Regions from separate parts of the Zea mays genome. Here region 1 is linked to region 2. The links are chromatin contacts, called in public Hi-C maps. All regions are on one chromosome and are shown on one strand. Each heading gives the region's core, a stretch centred on a gene start, on an enhancer-like site or on the middle of the called end of the contact. The rest is flanking DNA. Distances are from core to core; before and after follow the strand shown. Region 1 holds the start of LOC100281622. Region 2 has its middle 41 kb from the start of LOC103647030.

Region 1 (5,022 bases), core at 1,311-3,810, 160 kb before region 2:
TCACCCTCCACCGCCCACAGCTCATGTGTAATCAGTGTACACCAGTGACACTCAAATACTCAGCCCCGCCATGTATAAACCCTTGTCTGTAATCCGACGTGCATCCGTACGTATCATTGAGTCGCAATCAACGTTGTCGTCCTGCTAAAAAGCATCATGTGAGGAACCCCGTGGTGCGTAGTCAGGTCATAAACGCCAACATGTTTTTTGAAAGTATTTACAATGAAAAAACATGCCCTTACTTGTTCAAAACAAGAAAAATTCATGTTACGCATTCTAGTGGCCCGAATATGTATAAACCCATGTCTGTGATCCGACGTGCATCCGCACGTACCATCGAGTCGCAATCAACGATGCCGTCCTGCTCGAAAGCATCACAGGAACCCCGTGGTGCATAGTAGGGTCATAAACACCAACATGTTTTTGGAATGTATTTAGAATGAAAAACACATGCCCTTGTTAAAAACAAGAAAAATTCATGCTCAGTTGACTAAACATAAAAAAATGTGTAAAAAGACCGAATAAAAAAAATCATCCGAATCAGTTGGGTTGAATCCCAACAACACCAGGCGCACAGGTCAACATTTCGGAACTCTACTGGCATTCTGCCATTAGGACATGTACAGTAGTGTTTAATATGGAGGCTCTTAAGGTGTTTAAGGGGTGTATTTGCAAAAAAACCTTAGAGCCGTCTCTCCGTGAAGAGACGCCTCTGGCTCGTAAACCAAGTAGTAACAGACGCATCACTTCCTACTGTACGAATTTGTCGTCCGTTCTATCGATCTGCTGCTGTACAAATGCATTTAATTTTGTATTTATTAATAAACTACATATATAAACACTCAATTGTATAATAGAGTCTCTTAGTTGTCTCTTGTGCTTGGAGAACTGTTTTGGTGTCTCTCCACTGTACATGCCCTTAACTTGGCAAATCACGTCACCCAATAAACTACTGCACACGGATTCATGGAAAAAGGGGCTTGAAAACATTCATAACATTCCACTATTTAATCCCGTCCACTCTGATTATCCCCATTCGAACAGCTCAATTAATCCCAAATCACAAAACAAAGTATCCTAAGGCCTTGTTTGTTTGTGTCGGATTGGTGGGTCGGAACGATTTCTAGTCGGATTGCTTCTCTAATTTATATAAACTTTGATTAGCTGGAACGATTCCGGGTGCAATCCAACATAAACGAACAAGGCCTAAGTGGTGTCACGGATAAAGGGACCTAGCTGAGATAGAAGCTACTCCTAGTAGGCGTTGTTTGGTTCAAGGAGATGTAATGCAAATGGCAACGAATACTAGCGGTAATAAGTTTTAATAGGTAAGTATAAGTTTCTATCGCGGTATATGATTACAGTTGAATTTAAACAAACATAGTTTAATATTATTAGTTATCAATCGTGTTACAAATATATGAACCAAACAATATCTTAGTTTCTACTTCATAGATTAAGAAAATCTCGATTCATGAATCATGACATGCTACTTCAAGAAATATAAGAATATTTTTTTTTGCAAAAGTGATGATAGATACACGGTGCTTCATAGACATCCAGATCCTCAGTCATGCATGGTGCCAGGATTCAATACGGATAAACATGAGCCTGACAAGGGGAGCCACACATCACACCGCTCTCACTTATTATTGAACACAATTATAGACGCATGCAGAGAAAACGAAGCGAGTACAGGATTACAGGAACACGCCTCTCTCGACGTAGCCCCACGCCCACCACCTCTTCTCCCTCAGTCTCACACTCTCACTCACCACAAGCAAGCAGCTACCAAGGTCCGGAGAGGGACTCATTATTGTGAACCATCAAATTACACACGCATGCAGTACAGAATTAAACAGGTGTGTGGTTGTGTGCGCCGGAGCTAGCTAGCTCGGTCGCGCGCCGGCCGGTACTACGGTCAGCCGAAGAGGTGGTGGTGCTTCTTCTCGCCGCTGGCCTCCTCGGCGTCCTTGTGGTCCTTCTTCTTCTCGTGGTGCTCGTGGAATACGTAGCCGCCGGCGCCGACGGCCGCCGCGGCAGCGACCTCCTCCGTGATCTTGTGCCTGTGCGCGTGCTCGGGGTCCTTCTTCGCCTCGTGCTTCTCGTACTGTACGGGAGGAAATAAAGCACCCATGGAAGGTCAGCACGAAGAACAAGCACAATTAAGAAGCATCGGTGGCAGGTAGCTAGGTACGTCGTCGACGGCGACGAGCAAGTTATATATGTGATGTATTTGAACGTACGAGTGCGAAGGCGCCGGCGGCGATGGCGCCGGCCTCGCCGAGGTGCTGCTTGTGCTTGTGCTCCTTCTCCTCCTTCTTGTACCTCTCGTACTCGCCCTCGCCGGTGGCGGTGACCACCTCGGTCTCGGAGTACCCGTACTCGCCGGCGGGCTGCTCCTCGTCCTTCTTGTGGTGGTTGAAGAAGTGGTGGTGCTTCTCCTCCGACATGATGGCTGCCTGCTGCCGCCCGAGCTAGCTGGTTGCTAGTACACACACTTGGCTTTGGAAACCACTTGTCTGTGTGTGTGTGTGTGTGTGACAGTAGGATGGCTGGCTAGCTATAGCTTGGGGGGGGGGGGGGGGGGGGGGGGGGATTTTATACGCGATTCCACGCGCCATTGCACGGTGGACGGTGGGATTAGCATGACTAAACATGTGAGTAGGATAACGATAGTATTAACTCAAGTCACGGAAGCAGAGATGGATATAGTATGGCATGCATGTATATACCTACCTCACATCGTTCCCTCTACCAGTCTACTAGCTGCCAAAAAAAAACATATATAGCGTTTAAGCATGTTGTTTTATGTGAACCATTTTTAAACTCTGTTGCCTATTAATTACTCCCTATATTCAAAAATAGAGGTCGTTTTAGTCTTTTAACAAATTTATTTAATAATTGATCTATATGTTTGGTATATGTATCTAGATTCATTATTGACATTCATTAAAACGGCTACTAATTTGGTATAGAGGGAGTACCTTTTATGTGTTTTGAAGCTGGATATTTGAAAACGATATTATATGAGTAGATGTTGTCATGTATGTGTAGTTTTTTTTAAAAAAAAATATACATATACTTTGTGTGCCATCAGGCTCCCAGTATAGCATGTTCATGAGTATTGTACAAATGTGTCTATACTAAGTCTCGTAAAAACATTTACTACCGTATCTTCAAAATTAAGTTAGTGTTCTCCTTCGTGCGATGTCGCTAACTAAAAGTTTTAGCGGAGTGGGGTTATGAAAGCTAGAGATGAATAAGGTGTTACCAATTGGAAGCTTCTTTACATTCTTATCCACACACCACTGGAGCCTGGAGGAGCCCTGGGGCCATTAAGGTGGCGCCACATCATTTGGACGGTGCGTCCCAACGACCTCTTGTGTTGCCGGTTGGATCGTGCAGCATCCTGTCATTGTCATGGCTTATTAACTCTTGTCGGCAGAAACTTAAAACTCTGTGTATACGGTATATTACTCTCTGGGTCCCAAATCAAAATTCATTTTCAATGAATATTTATATAATAATTAATGTACTTGTTATATATATATATATATATATATATATATATATATATATATATATATATATATATATATATATCGAGATTCATCATCATTATTAATATAGATCGAGTTACTATCGGAATTTGGCTCTTTACCGAGTGCCATATTCTTTGCCAAGTGTTTTTTTTTCGGGCACTCGACAAAGAAGCTATTTTGCCGAGTACCACGCAAAAAACCCTTGGTAAAAGAAAACACTCGGCGAAGAAGCTCTTTGCCGAGTGTTTTATTTTTGACGCTCGGCAAAGAGTTTCTTTGCCGAGTGCCTTTTTTCGACACTCGGCAACACTCGGCAAAAAACCCTTTGCCGAGTGTTTTTTCTCCAACACTAGGCAAAAACAATTTAAAAATCATATTTTAAAGTAGTAAATTAATTCAAATGAAAAAGTTTTCAACTACAAATTTGTATAACTCATCATGATGTACAATTTATATATTGAACATTTCTTCATATGACAAAATAAAAATATATTTGTTCATAAAATCTATATCTCTCTCGTAGTTTATGGAACTACGAGAGAGACGTATATAATTTGTGCATATTGTTAGAACCATCATATGAGATAAATAAATGACCAAACAACCAAAATAAACTTTGTAGGTCTTGAGAAATTATAGAAGTTTATAGTTGACAACTTTTTCATTTGAAGTCATATTGTCAACGAAAACTACGTCTGAATTTAAAAACTATGTTTGAATTTTGAAATTTGAATTTTTCAAACTATGTCGGATAGAAAAACCACCAAAATAAAAGTTGTAGGTCTTGAAATGTAATGAAACATTGTAGTTGACAGTTTTTTAATTTAAAATCATTTTATCATTATTGAAAAATTCGTGTGAAGTTTTTAAATTTAACACTCGGTAAAAAACGCGATTCCGGTAGTGAGTACATGTCTACGGAGTGAGTAGTATATACTTTAATTTGGCGATTCTAGCTGCAGAGAAGTTTATACCTCGCTTCCTACGTGATCCAAGCCTGCTGCGTATGAAAGTCAAGCTTCGAGTTTCAAATAACAGTACGATTTAAATCTCTCATGCCACTACTTTTAGATATGAGAACATCGGAAGGTAGAGCAAGCAAGAGATGTTTTGGTTCTGAGATAGGGTGCCCTGTAGGATGACTATCAATGGTCAATCATGACGAAACTCTTCTGCACTGCTTTCTAAAGATATGGGTGTGTGGTTGAAAAGAGAGACATGAAGTGGGTGTTTGATTTAAGGAACGAGATAGTCTATCATTTTTACCTTTTTTATTTGGTTCTTGGAACGGAATTGTTGAACACCAAAAAGAGCATCATGGACGGTCCGGTCCTGAGGCCGGACGGTCCGCGGTCCGGACAGTCCGCGGTGGTGGTGCGGACGGTCCGCGTGTGCGCAGAGTCAGTTAGGGTTCCTAGTTTCTCGCGGGATTTGTTACCTAAAACCGCGGGATTAACTCGGGAAACAGTTTGAAGCG
Region 2 (4,850 bases), core at 89-2,588:
CGGCTTGGGAGTTGGCGTAGACGAGGATGGCGATCGACGATATCGACGTGCCAGCGCAACGATTTCCATTTGACGAAGATGATGGCAGTACGACTCGTTCGAGTTGAGGCAAGCATGATCCAGGTACCACAGCAGTACGCCGACAAGTCCACGACGACACAATGAGGTGAACGCGGCAACACACGGCTCAACGGGTAAAGAGGGCGCGACGGCTGGCGAGCTGGGCTAGCTCGGATTGGAACAGCCGACGGGATAACCATGGCGAATAGGAAATCGACAACCGGCGAAACCGATAGCCGAATAGGAATTGCACAGATCGACGACGCGTGGCCCGATCTGGTGAGCACGACGCAAAGGAGGGCGTTGTTGCCGCTGCTTCGACACGAAGTACTTGCTGCCGAGGCAGACGAGCAGGACGGAGGCTGGGGTCTAGGCATCGAGCCAGCACATCACGCGGTTTGGGAACCACAACACCCACACGAAGCGCTTGCCGCAGAGCACCAGATCGCTTGCCATTCGCGCAGAGCTCCAAAATCGTGTGCCGAACTGGGAGCCGAGGCGAGTGTGGCAAGTGAGCTGAGGGGGGCACCAGGGAACTCAACGGTGGCCAGACTGGGCAAGCGCCATGGGAGAGGCGCGCTGACGAGGAAGCAGGAAGCCGCGACGAGGGAGCTCGGCGCGTGGCCGACTGGAGCAGCGCGCGAGCAGAGGATAGGGAGGGAGAAGCAAGGGGATTCGACGAGCTGGAGATGGATGGAGGAAACTCCGAGCTGGGCTACGGCCGGACGCTGGGGAGAAGACGAGGGCGCGCTACAGGGGCACACGACGGCCGGACTGTGTCGCCATGGCAAGGTGGTTTCTGCAGCTCGATTCGGCTCAGGCGGTGGCGCGCTTCGTCCACCACTCGACGAGCTGCGTGAACCCCGCGAGGAAGGTGCCCATGGGAAGTAAGAGGAAGGAGCCGAGAGGGAGGGGCGTGCGCCATCCGAGCAGGGACAGAGAGATTCAACTGGCGGCCATTGACGAGGTGGAGCGCGGACGGGCGAGCCAGGCGTGCCAGGGAGATGCGCGCCAGAGAGTTTGCAGGGGAGACCGACGCAAGGAGCCGACCATGGATGGAGCAGGCGCGCGACGAGCAGAGGGGAGCTGACGCGCGCGCAGGCGAGCCAGGAAGCAGGCGTGCCATGGCTGCGTGCAGGAGCTTGAGGGAGATGAGCGCGCTGGAGGAGGGAGCTCGCGGGAAAGAAACTGCGGCCGTCGCTGGGCATCAGAGAGCCGCGCGGAGGGACGAGCTGGAGCTTGGCGCGCGCGGGGAAGTGACCAGGGAGAGGGAGAATTCGGCTGGGAGAAGAAGACAGCGGCGTGGAAAAAAAATCTTGAGTAGGGGACGACAGGATAAGACCAGCCAGCCAGAAACAAATATCTGGAGGGCGGCGGCAGATAAATGTTGAAGATCTTTTTTTATTTAATTTCTTTTTAAAAATTCATAGATATTTTGAGATCACGATTTTTAGCACTGTACACTGGGCCGACACGCTACACAAATACACATTTCATTCTCCGAATTTAGCGAACCTAATTATTTAACAATTGTTTATTCGAAGATTTGGATCCAGACGAGAAACTATAGACCGAAATAAACTGATTTCAGCACTGATAATTTGCTCCGAAAACTTCCTTCATCGAGTTCTAAATAAATTTGCTTGGGGATAAAATTTATACGAGTAGGTCAGGCTTCCGAATTCGTATTCTCTGTATGACTTTTATTCAGACACACAACACGACATATCGCGAAATAAACGCGCGATATCGATGCGGCATCGATATTGCGATCCTAATTATTTTGCACCGAGTATTTTAGTCATTGAGTTATAATAAATTTATTTGGGACACGGATCGCAACGGTGGATCGAGCTTCCAAGTTTGTATTTGCGCGAGCGATGAATTTTTAATAATCACCGGACGCACCGATTTTCGAAACAACTATGTTCCAAACATCAAGAAAATTTAGGAAGAGCCCGGATAGATAAAAATAAAAACGATGTCGCACTCGCGACAAACAAAACAGATGCGATATTAAAATCGCGATAGGCGAAGATGATTAAAATTTAGCATCTGTTTTATCCACTGATATTACGTGTTTAAATCAATACTCGTTGTCGAGTAGACAGTAAACACCTGTGGTGTTACAGCCCTCCCCCTTAAAAGTATCTCGTCCCGAGATTCGGAGCGAAAGACTCTTAAGAGTAGAGAAGCATGTAACCCATGTCCATATCAGCGATAATCATAAGACAGCTCTAAGCAAAATGAGTGTCTCAGGATGTCGTTTCTCTAGTGGACATAACATGTATTGCCTTAAGCTAATTTACAGATGTCCAACAATAGAGGCGATGCCTGCCAGAAGAACACATAAGGTTCCATGTGTGCAGTTTGCTTTTTCTGATGACATTGTACTATTTGAGTCTATTGGGCGAGCGGTAAATATGCGACTTTACCCAAACATAATCAGATGCAACCTCTTGGGTAAACACACAGAATGAGGTTTACCAACAAGCGGTCACAGTAAGTTCATAGCACACGAGACGGGTGTGAAGGTCGAATAACATCACAGTTGACCCGTGGCTAGCCCGAAAATCCAAGTTCAAGAAAAATGATAGAGACTCGGAAAAATCACCAGTGGAGGGTGTCACACCCGGTTTTAAGGGACAAAGTCGGGTGCATCTCATACATGCGCCAAGAAGACAACATATATAATAACATAGTGTATAGACATAAATGTCACAATAACATCAGAGTAATTATTACATAGCGGAAGTCTTATTACAAAATAAAAGATAAATATAAAACGAACTAAGAATCATCCTTGGTGCAAAAGTCAACTGGGGAAACACTACCTAGATCAGATCAAACTCCTCGCTTTGTGGCTCCTCCTGAACCACCTGTTCTTCTCCTGTGGGGGGTGAGAGACAGCAAGGGTGAGCTCACACATGATCATAGCTCAACAAGTTATGGGGAAACCAGTGGCATGGACTCACCAAAGGTGGGAGTTCATGTGATGTGTAAGGCTAATCAACAACAGGGTTAAAGCTGAACATTGCTTTTAAGTAGTTGGTCAAAGTTTTATTAGCAGTTACTAAATGTAAGTAAATACCAAATCTTAAATAAAGTAATAGAACAAAATTAATAAATAATCCCATGCAATGCAAATGACAAATTGAATTTAAGTTCCATAAATTAATCATCAGAGAGTCCTGAGCTGCTCATAACCGCGAGCACGGCTAGTATACCAGTTTTACACTTTGCAGAGGTTGTACCCTGTACCAACAAGTCATGTTACCCATCTGCCAAGGGGTCGCGACTCCCATACACCTCTACCAAGGAAGCGAGGCAGGGCAACACTACGAGGCCTTTACAAAGTTTCACTAGCTTTCGATAACCCGCTACAGTTTATGGGAAGCGCACTTGCAAGAATCCCCCGTCTGACCACCATCGCAGCAAATCAACCCGAGAACCTCCTTGCATGCAACCCCCCTACTGCCCTTGCCCCTTTCGGGTAAGGTAGTCTTCCACTAGCTTTCCTAATTAGTCAGCCAAGGGCGTCCCATTAAACCCTTGTGGTGGCACATGTTTCTCAAGTTAAGCTCCATGTTCCAATTAACATTAATGATCTTGACATGAACATAAATATAATAACAAAATAACTGGAACATGGATATAATAAAATATTATCCCAACACCATGTAAAGCAATAGCAAAACTACCCATGTGATTCAGGGATAACAAGATAAAGTGATAAACAATCTAGGGTGACCTATTGGGTCCCATCAAAATTAAACCTATGCATGGTAAATGATTATAAAGAACATTATTGGGGAACAAAAGTGGTCAAGGGCACAACTTGCCTTCAATGAGCTCCTGCTCAGCACATTCTATTTGCTGGTCAATAGGATCCTCGGTCACAGGCTCTTGTACTCGCCACAATACAAACAAGCACAGTATATAGAGAAAATTAACATCACACCAAACATGTAAACAAAATACATAATAATAATCTACGCATAAAAATAAAATCCTAGGAACAGGAATCATAATTTTTGGAGTTATAGATTATAAGATATGAATTTCCAAAGGTTTATGTGTTTAAAATGGATTAAGTGAGGAATTAATTTTCTTGCTGTTTTCATGTCAAAACAGAGACCCTAAGTGATGGAGGATAAGATTACAAAAATTTAGAAACTGGAATGGGTTATTTTGGAGTTCATATGAATTTTCTATAAATTTAGCAAGTTTCTGCAATTAATTTAATACAAAAATTCGTTTTCTAATTGATTTTATGAAATTCATTCACTGACTAGACCTCGCATCAATTTCCAGAGTGTCTAGGGGCGACCACGCAAAATTCCCGAGACACAGCCAACAGTGCACGGGATGGAGGGTTGGTTATATAAAAACAGGGGGGCCCAAGTGCAAATCCGCGCCCACGAAGGGGTACGGGAGGATCTCTGCCGTCCGATCTAAAGCCGAGCGCTAGGATTAGATTCCTTTCTAAACGAAGCGGTACGCCATCGTGTGCGTCGGATTGGAAATCAACGGCACAGATTTAATAATTACAAAGTTACACGCCCATCGTCCGATCCCGATCGGACGAATCGCAATCACCCGAGCGAATCGTTATTCTAATATCTAATCTACGCGGTCCATCACACATCTGACGGGCACGAACACCGCCTCCAACTGGACAGACCTGCACGGCGGCGCCGCCCTCCTTTCACGGCGGGCCTCGCCGGCGAAGCCCAAAACTAGTGCGCCAGCGCCCAAGCCAATGATCCGCCCGCCCCAACGTGATAAGG

What was found. A called contact is a pair of places that touch in the nucleus more often than the background predicts.
Region 1: a contact with region 2 is called in a Hi-C map of leaf, with 2.9 times the contacts expected there. The contact joins the promoter of LOC100281622 here to the enhancer-like site in region 2. A contact is called at or near these places in 4 of 25 Hi-C or Micro-C datasets (ear, leaf and tassel).

The regions. Positions count from the first base shown.
Region 1 is chr2:143,202,021-143,207,042 of Zm-B73-REFERENCE-NAM-5.0, reverse strand. It overlaps LOC100281622, which reads right to left and starts at 2,560. Exons shown (of 2, transcript NM_001291690.2): 1 at 2,247-2,560; 2 at 1,613-2,110. The coding sequence starts at 2,453. The coding sequence ends at 1,922.
Region 2 is chr2:143,038,024-143,042,873 of Zm-B73-REFERENCE-NAM-5.0, reverse strand. No RefSeq gene overlaps it. Among protein-coding and RNA genes, the nearest start is that of LOC103647030, 41 kb to the right of the region's middle. Within about 2 kb of position 1,338, at least 8 of the 20 cell types and tissues checked have an H3K27ac peak or open chromatin away from gene starts, as enhancers often do. A contact at or near this core is called in ear and leaf, where this site is marked.